Linked DNA regions of Callithrix jacchus: region 1 is linked to region 2. The links are chromatin contacts, called in public Hi-C maps. All regions are on one chromosome and are shown on one strand. The core of a region is the stretch at or near the end of the contact, and the rest is flanking DNA. Distances in the headings are between cores, read along the strand shown.

Region 1 (4,600 bases), core at 151-2,650, 200 kb after region 2:
CGGGGAGAGGGTCAAAGAGTGTGTGTGTGTGTGTGCAGGAAGTAAAAATTGCCTTGCTGAGAGATCCTTTGTGTCAGTGCTAATTTTTCTTTGCAGCACTGAGCATCTGTTTCCAACATGAAATGTTCAGAGCTCATCTGAACTCCTGTCCCCCTTGAATGGGGTACCCAGAAGCCAGGAGAGCCAGGCTAGGAGCATGTGATTTCCTAAATGGAAGCCCCATTAAGAAAGGTCATAGAGAATGACCAAAAGATTCCAAATCCAGTATTAGGTCCCCAGGCCACACACACAGGACTGTGGAGCCTGTGTCTGAAATCCAGATAGCTGGGATTCAGAGAACCAGTGGCTCAGGTGTCAGGCAAGAAGTGGACTTCAGGATCTGCAGCCCTGGGCTCCCAGGAGAACTCTGCCAGACTGCCTGAACTTGGACAAGTCATTTAATCCCCGAGAATCTCAGGTCCTCCTTTGGAGAAGGGGAACCAAAATTATACCCTGCTCCCAGAGTTACTGTGGGGATTCAGTGTATAGGGAAGCCCATTACAGCCTAGAGCCCTAATTATTAATAGGTGTGTGTGAGAGAGAGGACTCATTATTACTAGGTGAGAGAGACAGAGCTGGGATCACCTACCTGTGCATGGGGGAGGAACACCCCTGTATCAGCGACGTGGGAAAAACACGTGGAGCGCCCACCGAGCTGTGTGCATGCGTGGAACAGGAGCGCTTACTGTACTCGGTGCCTCTGCCAGCGCTCCCCGCGGCCCGCCCTCCCCACAGAGCCGCGGACTTGAAGCTTCACACCTTTATTGCACCCGTGGGCGTCAGGGGCCTCAGGAGCTTTCGTAACCAGTGGGCAGAGGGTTGACGTGGGAATTGTGGAACAGAGTGTGGTTGCCGTCCCCCCAGGGGAAGCGCTGCGGAGAAAGCGGAAGAGGGAGGGCGCGTAAGCGCCCTGAGTCCGGCTCCGCCCCTCCCGCGCCCTCCCCCGTCCCAGTGCGCCCGTCCCTCGCCTCTACCCACGCGCCAGTCCCGCGCCCCCCGCGCGCCCGTCCCGCGTACCTTAGTGCGGATGCGGAGGTGGGGGTAAGCAATGAACTCGGGGCGCGGGCGGTGGCCTGAATGGAGATAGGCGTTGAGGGTGCAGAGGGCCACGCTCGGCAGCGCCAGCACGAAGGTCAGCAGGCGCCAGGTGCGAGCTGCGGGCGGAGCGAAGTGAATGCGGCGGGCCTGGGGGGGCGGGCCCGGGAACAGGTGGGCAGGGTCGGGGAGCCCCGGCATCCGCCCGCTCCCCACTCACCTCCTGTCCCTCCGTGGCCTTCTTTGGCAGCGCTGGCCAAGCCCCGGCTCAGGGGCCTCAGCGGCAAAGCCATGGCGGTGTGGGGAGCCGGGAACCAGTACTGTCCTGGCTCTCCTTCCTGGGGCCTGGGGTCTCCTCCCGTCTCTGGCCAATCACCTGTTGAGTGTGGAGTACAGGCGGCTATTTTTAGGGGTTTCTATATTTAAAATGGGGCCTGACTGGCTTGAGGGTGTCTCCAGACAGCTGTTGTCCTGTGCCTCTTATTTTGGCAAGGGGGCATTTAAAGTACAATGCCATTCTTTTTATATAGTTGCAGGGAAAATATTTTGTTCCCTATTCTATGCCTCGTGGCTGGCACACAGCCTTTAATAAATATTTGTAGAATGAATAAAATTGTCTTTTTGGGTCTCAGTTTTTTCAGCTGTAAAATGTATAATAATTCATACCTTAAAAGAATTTTTAAATAATAGAGACGGGGATCTCACTGTGTTGTCCAGGGTGGTCTGGAACTCTTGGGCTCATGTGATCCTCCCACCTCAGCCTCCCACAGTGCTGGGATTATAGGCATGAGCCACCACGACCGGCCCTTAAATGATTTTTATGAAGTTTATGTAAGGTAGGAATGTGTCAACCTAGATTTTGGCAGGTAATACTCGTTCAGTTTATGTAGTCACAGTTCTTTGTAAAGAACAGAACTCACTCTCACTAATTTTAAAAGATAATTGAGCATCTCAGGTAGCTCACTATGTCTAGTATGGCCAGAGAGGCCTATAGTCTGCACAGTCAGAAACAGGTCATTCTGTTGACCAGCTGCAGTGACACCCCCACAGCTCACACTGCTGGACCCTCAATGCCGAAAACTTCATTAATGCTGCCCTGGAAAGCCAGAGTCTTCCACCCTCATCCCCATGAAACCTATATCCTGGGTCACTCTCCTCTGAGTCATGTGATTGCACCCACTGGCAACCCCTAGGTGCCCAAGCTGCAGGAGGGGCTGGGAAACTGAGCTCTGGATTCTGCCTTAGGGAGGCAGGACTTGTAGGGAAAATCCCCAGGTCTAGGATGAATATTCAAAAGACTGAGCAGCCACAAGCCTGACAGGTGTCTACTGCAAAGTGCATTCTCTCGATCTGAAAACTATGACTGCTTGGAGAAAGTGAGCCTAGAAAGGGCCGGTATGAGCCCTCTATCAAAGCAGGTCATGAGAAAGCCACAAGACCAGGCAAGGATGACATGTGCCTGTTCTGCCCTCAGCACCCGGCATGGACCTTGGCATGAAGTAGGTGTTCTAAAAATAAGTATGTAATGAATGCTTGAATGTTGTTCCTTTGGTTAACCCTATAGCAATGCCTTTTCAGAATTATAATCCAATAGGTACTTCCAGGTTTTATCAAGGGTTTATGTATCTAGTATGAACTTAATATACAAAAGAAAAATGAATTATGGAGGCATATAATCTGAATTTAATTTATATAAGAAAAACAAGGAAGGTACATTTTCAAGAAGGGTCCCTATACCTGTTTCTCCGCGGCAATAAACTGAACACTAGGTTCCACCCAACTTTTTTTTTTTTTTTTTTTTTTTTTTTTAAGATGGAGTTTCGCTCTTGTTACCCAGGCTGGAGTGCAACCTCCGCCTCCTGGGTTCAGGCAATTCTCCTGCCTCAGCCTCCCAAGTAGGTTCCACCCAACTTTAAGCTGCTGCTTCTACTTTTAAAAAAACTAACCTCCTTGAGCAGTCAATTGTTATACAGTGTTGCAAAATTATTCCCTCACAGTTGTTTTTCCCAGTTGGACTTTGGCATTGTTGCAGAGAAGATGGGGCCCTATTCCAGTAAGATATCTGGCATCTCCCTCCACACATAGCCCCCTCCCTACCTATATAAGATAATGGCGCCTGGAGAAAACAGAAATGAAGACAGATACTTTTATTTCAAAAAATTCTAGTGAGATGTGGTGGCTCACAGTTGTAATCCCAGCACTTTGAGGGGCCCAGGCAGGAGGACTGCTTGAGATCAGGAGTTTGAGATCAGCCTGGGCAATGTAGTGAGGCACCATCTCTTTAAAAAAAATTAGCTGGGTGTGGTGGTACATACCTGTAGTTCCAGCTATTTGGGAGGCTGAGGCAGGAGGACTGCTTGAGCCCAGGAGGAGGTTGCAATGAGCTGTGATTGTACCACTGTACTCCAGCTTGGGTGACAGAGCAAGACTGTCTCAAAAAAAAAAAAAAAAAAAAAGAGGAAAAGGTTCTAGACTTCTTTTCTTTCCTAAAATGGCCCCTCAGAGTTTTGCTGGTCGTTGCCAAACAATTCCCTGGAAATTCCCATTCCTTTGTTCTCAGCTTGGGACCTCTCACGGAGTTTTCTTGCTGGGACATGGAAAACGGCCTGAGGGCTGTTGTAGCAAGAGCTGCGGGGAACAAACTTCTCCAACACCTAATACCGAACTTCGAAAAGAAGTGGCTTTTTATTTGGCCAGGAGCTGTGGGAGGTCTACAGCCTCATTCACTGAGCTCCCTGAGCTGCAGCTTCTCACCCTTTTTATAGGCTTATAACGCTAAAGGGGAAACTGAGGCAGAACTATGTCATTGTCATTTGCTGGACGTCTGACTTTACAATCTTTTGGCTTCACTGATTTGCTAATTCAGCAAGGGAGGGGGGCTTACAGAGACAAAAGCAACAAGCTGTTTGTTGGCAGAGGTGTTTCCAGGAGGGCTCCTGGTCTGTGGAGATGTGGGGGCATGAACCAGTGCTGGGCTTCAGCTAGCAGAGATATCATTCATTTGCAGCTCTTTCAAGGTTAACAGGTAGCAGAGATGCTTGGAACTAAAGAGGGAGTCATTTTTCCAGCTCTTTGGTATTTTTTTTTTTTTTTTTTTTGCTTCTTCTTCACTCTCCTTTCCATCTGGAAGCGGGGGAGGGAGGAGGTGAAATTGAAGGATGCGAGAGGCTCTCTCCTCTCACTGTCACCATCACAAGGTGCACTTGCCCAGGTACCCAGAGACTGCCAGTTAGGTGGTCTGTGCTTTTCTGGGCCCATCACCGTCCTACCTCTCTACTCTCTAGAGGGCATGCAGAGCTGTCTCTTCCAGGCTGTGTACTCACCATTGTTTCAGTAAGTTCTCACTCATGCAGTTCATTAACCCGGCTGCTGCCAACGCTTTCAGTTTCTAGATGTTTAATTTTTTCTCTGCTTTAGGCAGAGGGAAGAACAAACTCACCAGGTGCTAAATAAACCCCAGAGGGAAGCAACTCAGCCTCTTTTCAGATGTATCTCAGCTGTTGGTGTAGGAGGTGGAGGCATGACT
Region 2 (4,518 bases), core at 1,641-4,140:
GTAATCCCAGCTACTCAGGAGGCTGAGGCAGGAGAATTGCCTGAACCCAGGAGGCGGAGGTTGCGGTGAGCTGAGATCGTGCCATTGCACTCCAGCCTCGGTAACAAGAGCGAAACTCCGTCTCAAAAAGAAAAAAAAAAAAAAAAAAAAAAAATTAAGAACCTAAGAGAGAGGCAAAGGGAGAGTCCAAAGGGGAGATTAAGAGACTGAAACAGAAACAGCAATTCAGAAATTCATACTGAGAGAGACAGAGAGCTGTTGAGAGAGGAAAGAGTAAAACCAGGGAAAGGTTTGAGGGAAGCTAAGAGAAAGATGGAGAAGCCAAATGAGAGAGATGGAGTTTGCAAGCTTATTCATTCACCTAGTATCTGTGGAACATGTACTGTGTGTCACATGCTTTATTCTAAGCTGGAGACAAGCAGTAAACACAATTTCTATTCTGTAGGAAGAGATAGACAAGAAACCAGCAAACAAGTGGAATGGTGGCGTGCTAGATGGTGATAAATGCTATGGGGAGAAAGAAGGTCAGAAAGCGAGGTGTTGGGGAGATAGGAGGTTTAAAATCAGGGAGTTGGGAGAGGCTTTGTTGGAAAGGTGACATTGAGCAAAGTCTGAGGGAGGAAAAAAAGGAAGCCACGCAGTATCTGGGTTGGAGAGTGTTCTAGGCAGGGGAGACGGCAAGTGCAAAGTCCCAGATGCCAAGTGATCAATGGGGAAAGGGGTGAAAAACGGGTCAGAGTGATTAATGGGTTGTACCAGATAGAGCATTGTCGGCCACAGTGAGCACTTTGGTTTTTATTCTAGATGAAATTTCTTTCTTTTATTTTTTTATTTTTATTTTAATTGTTTTTGAGACAGAGTCTTGCTCCATCACCCAAGCTGGAGTGCAGTGGCGTGATCTCAGCTCACTACAGCCTCCAGCTCCCGGGTTCAAGCGATTCTCCAGCCTCAGCCTTCCAGGGAGCTGGGATTACAGGCACTTGCCACCACACCTGGCCAATTTTTGTATTTTTTTTCTTTTTTTTTTTTTTAGTAGAGATGGGGCTTCACCATGTTGGCAAAGCTGGTTTCGAACTCCTGACCTCAGGTGATCCTCCTGCTTCCGCCTCCCAAAGTGCTGCGATTACAGGGGTGAGCCACCATGCCTTGCCCTTTAAAAAAAAAAAAACTAAAGGGCCAGGCGCGGTGGCTCAGGCCTGTAATCCCAGCACTTTGGGAGGCCGAGGCGGGTGGATCACGAGGTCAAGAGATCAAGACCATCCTGGTCAACATGGTGAAACCCCGTCTCTACAGAAAATACAAAAAATTAGCTGGATATGGTGGCGCGTGCCTGTAATCCCAGCTACTCAGGAGGCTGAGGCAGGAGAATTGCCTGAATCCAGGAGGCAGAGGTTGCGGTGAGCCGAGATCGCGCCATTGCACTCCAGCCTGGGTAACAAGAGCGAAACTCCGTCTCAAAAAAAAAAAAAACTAAAAGTAAAATTGGGAGACATCACATGAGGTCAGGAGTTCGAGACCAGCCTGGCCAAAATGGTGAACTCCTGTCTCTACTAAAAATACAAAAATTAACCAGGTGTGGTGGTGGGTTCCATAATCCTTCCAGCTACTTAAGAGGCTGAGGCAGGGGAATCGCTTGAACCTGGGAGGCAGAAGCTGCAGTGAGTTGAGATCATATAAGTGCATTCCAGCCTGGGAGTCAGAGTGAGACTCAGTCTCACATACACACAAAAAAAGTGAAGGTAAAATAGTTTTTTTTTTTTAATAATTTCAACTTTTCTTTTTTATCTTTATTTATTTTCTTGAGACAGGGTCTCACTCTGTCACCCAGACTGGAGTGCAGTGTACAGTCTCAGCCCACTTCAGCCTTCGCCTCCCAGGTTGAGGTAATCCTCCCACGTCAGCCTCCTGAATAGCTGAGCTCACAGGCATGCACCACCACACTAGGCTAATTTTTTTAGTATTTTTTGTAGATACTGTGTGTGCAGGCATTGTGAACTTTTATTTATTTATTTATTTTTAGATGGGCCACCACACCTGGCTAATTTTGTATTTTTAGTAGAGATGGGGTTTCACCATCTTGGTCAAGCTGGTCTCAAACTCCTGACTTTGTGATCTGCCTGCCTTGGCCTCCCAAAGTGCTGAGATTGCAGGCGTGAGCCACCTCATCAGGCCAGTTGAGTTAATTTTTGTATGTGGTAAAAGGTAGGGTCCAGTTTCATTCCCTTGCATGTGGCTAGCCAGTTATCCCAGCGCCACTTAAATAAAATTTCAGTTGAGATTTGAAAGGTACACATACAGGAACCAGGGCCGAATTGAGTTCTGGGCTGCAGGCTGGATTCCGTTCATTCACTTATTCAATATCTCTCTATCAGTCATTCTCCAAGCATTTAGAGAGACCTTCTTTGTCCCAGGGCTTGTTCTGGGTGTACTGGAGAGACCAATGTGGAAAAGACCCTCCCCTCAGCTCTGGAGGAGGAAAACATTTCAGGGTGGGGTGAGGTCCTGCCCTCCTGCAAGTGGGGTAATCCTGCCAGAGTGGCCTTGGTCAGCCATAAGCTTGGGGAATGAGTGGACCACACGCTGGAGAGGGGCTGTGGGCAAGAGGAAGGAGCTGGAGAGTGTAAAGGTGGGAGTGGGGAGAGAAAGGGGAGACCCTCCCCTCAATTTTCTGTTTTTTTTCCATGGTGTGAGAGGCCCTGTCTCCCTGCTGGCTCTGAGCTCTAGCTCCAGGCTGGTGCGGAGCAGACAGTGGATGGGCCAAGACAGGTGGACCTGGCATGTGATACGTGCCCGGGGACGACTCAGCCCTTACTTTTAGAACGGTTTCCAGAACTGATGGGAGGGATTGGGCAGGGCAGCTAAATATAGTCCAGGGGCCTGGCTTAGTCTGGGAGGGTCTTCCGCTGAGCACTGTGTGCCCATCACGCCGAGTATCCACTGCCAGCTGCCCCTGTGAGTCCCCGTCCTTGCTTGGAGCCTGCTGCCTGTCTCAGATCCTTGGACACAGCCCTGACCCCGGTCCAGCTAGGCCCGACCCTGACCGGTCCTTCTTCGAGTCTCTTTTGGCCTAAGATCTCCAACCAGACCTGTGAGTCCCGGGGACTGGAGAGACGGGGGCGGGGAGGGCTGGGGATCGTGGTAAAGTGGGAGAGGGGAGTCTCGGAATGGGGGTTCTAGGGAATTTGGGGCAGGGGCTGAGGTCAGAGGGTGGGGCCTGGGGCTAAGGCGAGGGCAAGGACAGTGGGCTAGACCCTGGGGTTGTGTTCAGGAACTGGGGTTGACGGATAGGGTATATTTTTGGGTCTGTACTGAGAATTGCCATGGAGGCTGCTTTTGGGCCTGAGACCGAGTTCGTCTCACCCGGGCCGTCAGAGCCCCATCCAGTGTAGGATGTGCGGTCTTTACAGGCTGGTGCTTCTCCCTGCCGGGCGGCGGGGCCCGGCCTTAGGCTGGGGCTGGGGCTGGGCCGGGAGCGCGGCGCCGCGGGGTCCCCCTAACCGACTTTTCATCCACCCAGGTCCGCCATGTCGGCTGCGCCCGGCCTCCTGCATCAGGAGCTGTCCTGCCCGCTGTGCCTGCAGCTGTTCGACGCTCCCGTGACAGCTGAGTGCGGCCACAGTTTTTGTCGCGCCTGCCTGGGCCGCGTGGCCGGGGAGCCGGCTGCCGATGGCACCGTTCTTTGCCCCTCCTGCCAGGCTCCCACGCGGCCGCAGGCACTCAGCACCAACCTGCAGCTGGCGCGCCTGGTGGAGGGGCTGGGGCAGGTGCCGCAGGGCCACTGCGAGGAGCATCTGGACCCGCTGAGCATCTACTGCGAGCAGGACCGAGCGCTGGTGTGCGGAGTGTGCGCCTCACTCGGCTCGCACCGCGGCCACCGCCTCCTGCCCGCCGCGGAGGCCCACGCGCGCCTCAAGGTGCGGGACCCACGCTCATCGGGGTCGGAGGGGTTGTTCGGTGGCGCCGGGCCTGGTCAACGGGGAGGTCGCTGCACTGACTTGGATTCTGAGCCGCTAGAGAGGCTACCGAGCACCTACAGTTGCGGGAAGCGGGGGCGGGGCGAAGCAGCCTGGAAGGAGGGTCTGAGGAGCCGAATGCGGGGCTGGTAGAGGAAAGCCGCGCGGGGACGAAGCCTGGCCAGAAGGGCGCTGAGCAAACCTAGGTTTCCGGGCCTGAACCCCTCGAGGGACCGGGAGATGGGTGGGCGGATCCCCGGGGCGGGTCTGATGGGCGGGGCGGAGCCGGGCGGAGCGAGGACTGGCCAGCGGCCCAAGTGGTATTCTTGCACCCGGTGGGCGGGTCGGACTGGCTCCCCGCGCGGCGCTGGGGGAGGAGCGGCGTTCGGGAGGGAGCCAGGCGGCCGGGGCGGGGCTGTCCTGATGTCCTCAGCGGAGGCCCACGCGCCCCTGAAGCTGCGGAACTTGGGCAGGCCTGATGGGCTCCAGGCTGGCCTTACCGGAAGGGAGGCAGGATGGCCAGGTACGCCGGCCTTTGCACATGTGGGCGCGGGCCCAGCGGGCA

Evidence for each region. A called contact is a pair of places that touch in the nucleus more often than the background predicts.
Region 1: a contact with region 2 is called in a Hi-C map of skeletal muscle, with 3 times the contacts expected there. The contact joins the promoter of COX6A2 here to the promoter of TRIM72 in region 2. A contact is called at or near these places in 3 of 3 Hi-C or Micro-C datasets (induced pluripotent stem cells and skeletal muscle).

What each region holds. Positions count from the first base shown.
Region 1 is chr12:30,935,136-30,939,735 of calJac240_pri, forward strand. It overlaps COX6A2 (cytochrome c oxidase subunit 6A2), which reads right to left and starts at 1,401. Exons shown (of 3, transcript XM_008987561.3): 1 at 1,295-1,401; 2 at 1,057-1,193; 3 at 785-911. The coding sequence starts at 1,367. The coding sequence ends at 828.
Region 2 is chr12:30,731,770-30,736,287 of calJac240_pri, forward strand. It overlaps TRIM72 (tripartite motif containing 72), which reads left to right and starts at 2,891. Exons shown (of 7, transcript XM_035267472.3): 1 at 2,891-3,088; 2 at 3,518-3,914. The coding sequence starts at 3,525.